2 separate regions of the Acanthopagrus latus genome follow, and region 2 is linked to region 1. The links are chromatin contacts, called in public Hi-C maps. All regions are on one chromosome and are shown on one strand. Each heading gives the region's core, a stretch centred on a gene start, on an enhancer-like site or on the middle of the called end of the contact. The rest is flanking DNA. Distances are from core to core; before and after follow the strand shown. Region 1 holds the start of wdr18 (WD repeat-containing protein 18). Region 2 holds the start of LOC119028864.

Region 1 (4,037 bases), core at 693-3,192:
AATCTATACATCAGCGGGCTGCCACGGACGCTAAGTCAGCAGGACCTGGAGGACATGTTTAGTCGCTACGGCCACATCATCAACTCCAGAGTGCTGGTGGACCAGGCCTCTGGTAACACCTAGTCATGTGACATACAGTCATGACATCACACGGTCATGTGACCAATCACATCCCTTCAGTTGTTTACACTCCCCTCTCTCCTTTTAATATTATTGACTCTCTAGGTCTGTCACGGGGCGTTGCCTTCATCCGGTTTGATAAGCGCTCCGAGGCCGAAGACGCTGTCAAACACCTGAATGGGCACACGCCCCCGGGCAGCTCTGAGCCAATCACGGTGAAGTTTGCTGCCAACCCGAATCAGGCCCGTAACTCCCAGATGATGTCACAGATGTACCACGGCCAATCACGGCGCTTTGGAGGACCTGTCCATCACCAGGCCCAGAGGTTCAGGTACGCGCATCTGACTGTTGTCCAAAGGCAGATCCACCTGTAACAGATTAGTTTCCTGTAACCAAAGTAATCAGATTACTGAGATAATGCTCAATTACTTTCATGATACTTCTTATTTCCCTCCAGGTTTTCCCCAATGAGCGTTGACCACATGGGCAGTGGGGGCGGAGTCTCTGGGAACGCATCCAGCGGTTGGTGCATCTTTATCTATAATCTGGGTCAGGATGCGGACGAGGCCATCCTGTGGCAGATGTTCGGGCCATTCGGCGCCGTCGTCAATGTGAAGGTGATCCGAGACTTCAATACCAACAAGTGCAAAGGTTTCGGCTTCGTTACCATGACAAACTACGAGGAGGCTGCCATGGCGATCCACAGCTTGAATGGGTACCGACTGGGAGACAAAGTCCTGCAAGTCTCCTTCAAGACCAGCAAGGGACACAAGTAGAGAGTAGAGCAGGAAGGAGTGTTGAGTCTCTAACGAGGAAACGAGTCAGACAAGTTTTGTTTTGTTTTTTTTTGTAGTAGTCAGTCGAGCCGAACAGTTTCAGGAAATTGAGTTTTTGCGTTTGTGTTGATGTAAGTTTATTTTTTTCCCAGCATGCTCAGTTTCTTTCAGGCTGTACGAAATCACTTGTTCACGTTGATGACATCAGTAGAGTTTGGATTGTGGTCCATGTGTTTGAAACTACAGAAACATGTGGAGTCACTGTAGGTTGTTTGTTTTAAACAAAGAGAAGCAGTTTGTTCTTCTGCAGATGTTATTAACATATATCACATATATAATTATTAAAGCTTTATGTCACATATTTGGATTATGTAAAACAAAAGAGTTAAACTCTCTATCAGGTGACTGATACTGATTTCTCAGCCAATCTGCAAAGAGGAGGCAGGGCTTGCAGTTTCTTTTTGAGCAGAGATTTTATTTTTTTTAAACAGCTTCCTGACGTACAGAAACTTCTTGCGTACTGACCCTTTTTTCATTTGTATTTAGTTTCTGAATTGCAGCTGATTGTGATGTGGAACTGGTTGTTCATTAATAAATCTGTTTATGGAAAACTTCTGTCTACTTTTGTTCCTTTTAAGTTTTCTGAGAAGTATCATGTACAAACATTAAAATGAGAAAATATAATGAATAGATTTTGATGGAAAAAATAGAAACAAAGCAAGAACTGACTGAAAAAACTCTGGTTAAAAAACTAAATGGGAAGACATTTTGACTAAATCACTAACAATCCCTGATGAAAAGCATTTAATTTAGTAGTTTAAAGTCCAGTGAGAAAAAAATTTAAGTTAAAAAATTTAGTTGATAAGTTTTAAAGATGGCGGTTAATGAATCCGTGAGTTTGACTGACATCATCATTCCTTAGAGATTCTCGACACATGATTTATCGGCGTCCAGTCCACTCAGCCCGTCTGTCCCACATTAACCAGTTCTGTCACCAGGACCTCGCTCCTACATCTCCCATCATGCACCCTGTCCAGGAAGTGACGTCACTGTGCTGCTTACAGCCCGCCGGCTCCCCGCGTGTGTATTGTGCGGTGTGTTGTTGTGGAGCCAACATGGCGGCTCCTCTGGAGGTAATTGTGAGCAGTGATTCCGGCTCTCAACTGTGGAACAGCACCGTGTTCGACCTGCACAGCGGCTCCAGTCTGCTCTCCTACCGCGGAGGGAACAGCTCCGCCCGGGGACTGACCGTCCTCGGCGGCCAGTACCTGCTGTCGGCCCAGCAGGGCAAGAACTTCATCAACGTGTGGGAGATCCAGAGAAAGGTACGGGCTGGCACATCTAAACACATCTGAACACACCTGCTGCATGTCGCCTCACTGACACACTCTCACTGCGGCGACAGGTGGCCTAACCCTAACCTAACCTAACCAGAACCACCGAACATCACCGAACTCTTTATGCAGACACTGAAATTGGACTCTGCTCCTCTGCAGAGACAGAACCGAAATGTCAGACTTAAAATCTGACCTGACTCAACAAAATTTTATTTTAACTTCGTTTAAAACTGATCTGTTGTCATGAATCCAGTTCGGCTCGCCGAAATACGAAGAATTACTGTAGTTCTGTGTAGTATTACAGTGGTTCTGTGTAGTATTACTGTAGTTTTGTGTAGTTTTACTGTAGTTCTGCAGTATTATTGTAGTTCTGTGTAGTATTACTGTAGTTATATAATATTACTGTAGTTATATAGTATTCCTGTAGTTCTCTGCGAAGCTGTGAGTGGATAACACTGTTCGCCATGCTCTGAGATCCTGCACCGCTGCCTATAACGCGGGACTGTTAACCGGCAATATTGAGGAATACAAAGCTGCCTCTTACAACGTTCGCAGGGCACTTAGGGAGGCTAAACGGCGATATGGGAGGAAGCTGGAGTAGCAGGGGGCTATGGCAAGGAATATGGATTATCATGGACTACAAACCAGACCGCGCTCCTCTGATGAACGCTGACAAATCTCTCGCCGACGAATTAAACAAATTTTATGCCCGCTTTGATGCGACTGGCCAATGAGCTGATGTAATTACCGGTGCCATAGCCCCCTGCTACTCCAGCTTCCTCCCATATCGCCGTTTAGCCTCCCTAAGTGCCCTGCGAACGTTGTAAGAGGCAGCCTTGTATTCAGCAAGTGTTATTCCTACACAGTTAAAGTGGCCTATAACATAATCTTACTGATACGAACATACATTGATCATGTTTTTGGTGCATAGACACTGTGGTCACAAACTGACCTGCCACCTTCTGTGTCCAAAAGGTGTCTGTGCTTATGCTAAAAGGTTAGGCTGTAAGTAAAACTGTAGTTAGTCTGGTGTAGTGGGTTGGTGGACTTTTTTCCCTCACTGAGTCTAAGTTCGAGTCCCATGTTTTATTTATTTATTTTTTTGTTTTGTTTAAAAGGGTTCCATTGTTCTTCTGTGTGAGGAATATTTACTCAAATAGACAGTAAAGACGAGTAAGTGCATTTCATAAAGGTTATGCTTATTTGTGTTATAAATCATCACCGTACAGACACGGTGAACAGACGCTGCGGTCACAAGTTGATCTGGCCTTCTTCTGCGACCCAGAGGTGTCTGTGTGTCCGCTGTGAAGAGAGAAATAGGTCATACCGCAATGTACCCGCGTGATTTGATTGGCAGAGTGGTTTGGCTGCCGCGATTGTGTTTTTGTCCCTCAGTGAATGTAAGTTCAAGTCCCGTAATTCTTTTTTTTTTTTTTAAACTTTTATTTTATTTACAAGGTTTATAGTTCCCTTGTGTGATGCGTGTTTACAGGGAGACAGGGAGAAGTCACGAGTACGTGTTTTTAATAAAGGTTTATTAGAGATAGAAACATTCACAGGAAGAGCAGCTCTCCATTTTCCTGTTTACAACGTCCTCCGTAACAACCAGCAACTTAGATACAGCGACTGAGGGTCAGACACGTTTAATCAAACAGCAGACCGAACACGTATCAGGTGTGTTTTGACCAGAGAAAACCTGAACAAAGAGGCAGATCTGAGGGCAGCTACGTCTTCTCTTCCCGTTTTCAACATCTGTTGTAGCCACGGTGACCACAGACGCATTCGGCTGACGGTTGCCAGTTAA
Region 2 (4,149 bases), core at 1,464-3,963, 140 kb after region 1:
AAACGTGACTTAACTCCTGTGATGATCTTATAAAGTGATTATCAGCAAAAATCAAACATTGAAATCACACTCATTTATCCTTAAAAGTGATGTCATCCCGGTGCTTTGAGGAGATAATCAATAGAAAAACATCTTTACAACAAGAGAACAAAAGAAATGAGATAAAGAACGTAAACTACAGAGAACAACATTAATGGTAAACCGGCTGCAGCATGATCCAGTGAGGCTGCTGAACACCAGTACAGACCTGTAGTCTCGATACCAGTGTCTGTGCCCATTAAGTCAGTGGGGAAGGAGAAAGAACAGAAACTTGAGACTCAGAAGGATCTTTAATAAACATCCTGGTCCACTTCAAACCCGCCAACACACTGATCCAGAACCTGGTCCATCCTGAGGACCCAACACCCAGACATGAACAGAGTTCTGTAGTTTATGATGTTCAGTGCAGCAGGACTGCACAGATTATTACACTGGGGAGACAAAACAACCTCTTCATGTACAAATGTCACAAGTGGCCCTAACAACTCTGAAATTCTGGGCTCAGTTTTAGACATCCGTTATGTTCAACGAGTTAAAGTGCTGAATTCAAAATGTTACTGCAGTAAAAGTACACGGACTGCATCACTTTTAATAAACTCCACCTCCTGTCTGTAACAGTCTTCATCCACCAGAGGAAAGTAGTAAAAGTATTTCTGAGAAGCAAAAGTACTGTGAACCCTGCAGACACAGTGTTCCCAGTGGGTTCTTACCTTCATCTCTCAGATTTTCTCCACCAGTACACTGATCGATAATAAAACTGATCAACACTAATAACTCAATAATACTTTGGTGGTTTCCACCTCTTTTATATTCAATTGCTCTGCCCACCTCTGCCTCTGATTAGCTGCTACTGGTATCCTGGTTTCGGTTCTGGTCAGGTGGTGACGAGCCGCAGGTCACTGGTGGTTTTTAAAATGTTTTTAGAAGACAGAACTTTCCACTAAGAAATAGGTCGTCTAAAAATAGATGAACACACAACCCAATCATCAATAACTGTGATCAGTGAGGGGAACAAGTGAGGACAGACAGAAAGAGACAGACAGATGGTGTCTTCAAGAGACAGAACCAGTTTGATAAAAGTCTGGATCAGCTCCACTGATCATCACACCTTGAAGCGATTGCTGCTCTTCCTGGTTGAGTGGTTCAAATCAATATATCTGAAGAGGTTACTGATGAACAAGAGCAGATAATTCTCAAACTGAGAATTTGTTTTATTAACAGAACTAACAAGACGTGTTAGAGAGACAGAGGACACATGGAGACATGGTCCATCCACATCAAATCCTTCATCTTGAGAATAACTGGTGCTGTAAACGGATCATGGGCCAGTCCTGGTTCTGTCTGTAGGACAGAAGCAAACAGGTGTGTCTGGTTTACCTGAGCTCAGTCAAGTCCACATCACCTCCTCAGGGATGTGTGTGAAAGTGAATACATCAGGCTTCAAAGCAGGAGACCTGACATCACACTGAAGAACTAGTCCTGGTTCTGGTTCTGCTTCAGTTTATGAAGCAAGATCAAAACACATCTGAAGGTTTATCTGGAGGACAACAGAAACAAACACATTCCGGCAGGTTTCCACATCCAAAGCATGATGACAGATATATTTCAGGAAAATAAGGAAACTGTGAGTCCTTTGTTAATGTCCCTGATCCCTGATTCTGGTTCTTTGTCTTCAGGAGAGGGGTGTGTGTGTGGCGCTGAGGTGATGTGGTGACTTGATGAAGGAAAATGTTCAACATGACGACCGACATCTGCTCAAAGCTCCGACAGCAGCAGACAGATGATGTCCTGCTCTGAGACACCAGCTGGACTCTGTAGGTGAAAACATTTGACACACATGTAGTGAAAAGACAACAATGTTGGTGGAGCAGCGAGCTGTCTGAGCTCACAGGACGGGACACACTACGTCTTCACATGATGAAAACTTACTAACTTTTGATAAATTGATGGACGTACTAAAAGCCACTCTGAGCTAAATGTCATCCTGTCAGTGATTCTGTGTTCTCACCAGTGTCACATTTCTCACTGGATTATTTTTAACATTTGTCATCAACATCCAGAAACCGTTAGGATCATTTACAGCATGTATTCATTCACACAATCACACCCGAAAGTCTAAGGTAAATTAAAAAATCCCTCTGGTAATGAGTGGAGAATCAACACTGAGCTTCAGTGTGAATGAAAAAAAATTTAATCAGTAAAAGTCCCGGCGGTGCGTCTGAGGTTTGACCTGAACATCTGGGAGGTCGTCACAGTTAAATTAGGCAGCGATATGAAAGAAACTGGTTTAATGAACCAGGCTGAGGTATAAATACCACCACTAATTATAAAACAAAATACACACAATTTAATGTAGCTTCAATATTAATTCAAATGCCTCAACCAGAAGTCACTGAGCTGGAGATTTACGACACTTCTTAGTATTTTTTAAAATCGTGTTTAAAAAAAGATACAAAATTAAACTTTATTTCACTGAAGAAAAAAAAAACCTTGGATCAAAAACTCACCACATAATATTTTGACTAAATCTCATTTAACTTAATGTCAAACCAACTTCTGGCTCACCATCATCAGCAATGATTAATAGGATTTTTAATCTAATCTTAATGACCTGGTTCATAATCAAAATGAACTCCCTGTTTCATTCATCTGTTTGAAGGAGAAAATAAGACATTCACACGGTTGTTGTGCCAACAGGCTGCTGTGCACTGCTTTTACTGGTTTTACTGGACAGTTAAATACAGTTTGATGAGTTTCAGATCAACTAATGAGGCTACAGTCATCCAGCAGAGAGGCACGAAGAACAAAACAACCAAACCCCCCCCCCAACAACCCCCCAAACCCCAGTCTGGTGATGTCACACTTCAGGCTCCGCCCCCTACGCGACACCAACTGAAAAAGACCCCAACACACAGAAAAACGTGACGAGGAGGCGTCTGTCCAATCGCCTGGTGAACGCTGCGTTCAGGTGACTCGTGTCAGCTGAATAAACTCAGTCAATACCCATTAAATTCATTGAATACTAATCAAACACACACCTGAATGATTTTGTTAATCGATCATTTTCCTGCGAAGATAAAAACGTTTCACTGAAATGTCTGTTGTGTTTATACAGAAATTATTTCTGAAAGAAAGACGGACAAATTCTTAATGATTATGATCATTATGTTATGATAATTATTTTTGTTCTTACTATTATTGATTATCAATATTTATATATTTGGGATATTATTGACAACATTTTATTGATTTGTTACTATTTCTGTTGTTTAACTTTCAATTCTGTGATGTTTAAATACTTGCAATTATCTCAATCATTCAGTCAGACGAGCTGGGAGGGTTTCCTGTGTCTGAGGTCGGCAGCTCCATAGAGACAACGCTGACATTTATGAGCTGACGAGGAGCACCTGAAAGCACCTTCAGTCCCCTGAGAGCATCACAGTGAAAGGCCTGTCCCTCTGTTGAAGGCAGAGTCTGACGTGTGACACAGCTGGCATCATATTGCACAACCAATCAGCTTGCTGGGCTGCTGACAGTCTGAGGATTATTGATAAGGCATCCATTCTGAATGGAAGTCAATCAGTCCAACCACCGCCATGCTCCAAAACTAGTTCCTGTTCTCAGAGTCTGTTTCTTCAAAATAAAAGCAGATGGAAACAGAAAATAACAGTTCAGAGTTCATGCTTCAGTCTGTCAGAACGTGATCAGGCTGATCAATAACTCATCAATAACTGATAAAAATGATCAATAAAATAAGTTTCAGTGTTCAGCTTGTGTTAAGAAATTCAGACTTGTTTTTACCATCATGTGAGTCTGTGCGCGACACACACACACACACAAAAGGAAATAGTGCTTCTGTTGGGTACTATTTTCAGGGCAAATGAATCCACATTTGGTGCTCTGGTGAGTGTTTGTGGCAGCAGGACATTGTGATTTTGTGTGTGTGTGTGTGTGTGTGTGTGTGTGTGTGTGTGTGTGTGTGTGTGTGTGTGAGCTCGTAAGTGGTGACACACAGGACCTGAGGACGGTGTCAGGAGAACATTGAGTGAATGTTAAATAGAGACAAGCTTCAGGTGATGAAGACAAATTGTGATGCGTTCACTGACTGTC

Evidence for each region. Hi-C and Micro-C count contacts between places; a contact is called where the count stands out from the background.
Region 2: a Hi-C map of muscle shows a contact between it and region 1, with 2.5 times the contacts expected there. The contact joins the promoter of LOC119028864 here to the promoter of wdr18 in region 1. A contact is called at or near these places in 4 of 4 Hi-C or Micro-C datasets (liver and muscle).

Annotation. Positions count from the first base shown.
Region 1 is chr11:59,938-63,974 of fAcaLat1.1, forward strand. It overlaps wdr18 (WD repeat-containing protein 18), which reads left to right and starts at 1,943. Exons shown (of 10, transcript XM_037114176.1): 1 at 1,943-2,221. The coding sequence starts at 2,012. It overlaps LOC119028331 (ELAV-like protein 1), which reads left to right. Exons shown (of 8, transcript XM_037114177.1): 6 at 1-112; 7 at 217-451; 8 at 578-1,511. The coding sequence ends at 896.
Region 2 is chr11:195,249-199,397 of fAcaLat1.1, forward strand. LOC119028864 reads right to left here and starts at 2,714. Exons shown (of 11, transcript XM_037115253.1): 1 at 868-2,714. It overlaps tmem259 (membralin), which reads right to left. Exons shown (of 12, transcript XM_037115249.1): 12 at 3,690-4,149.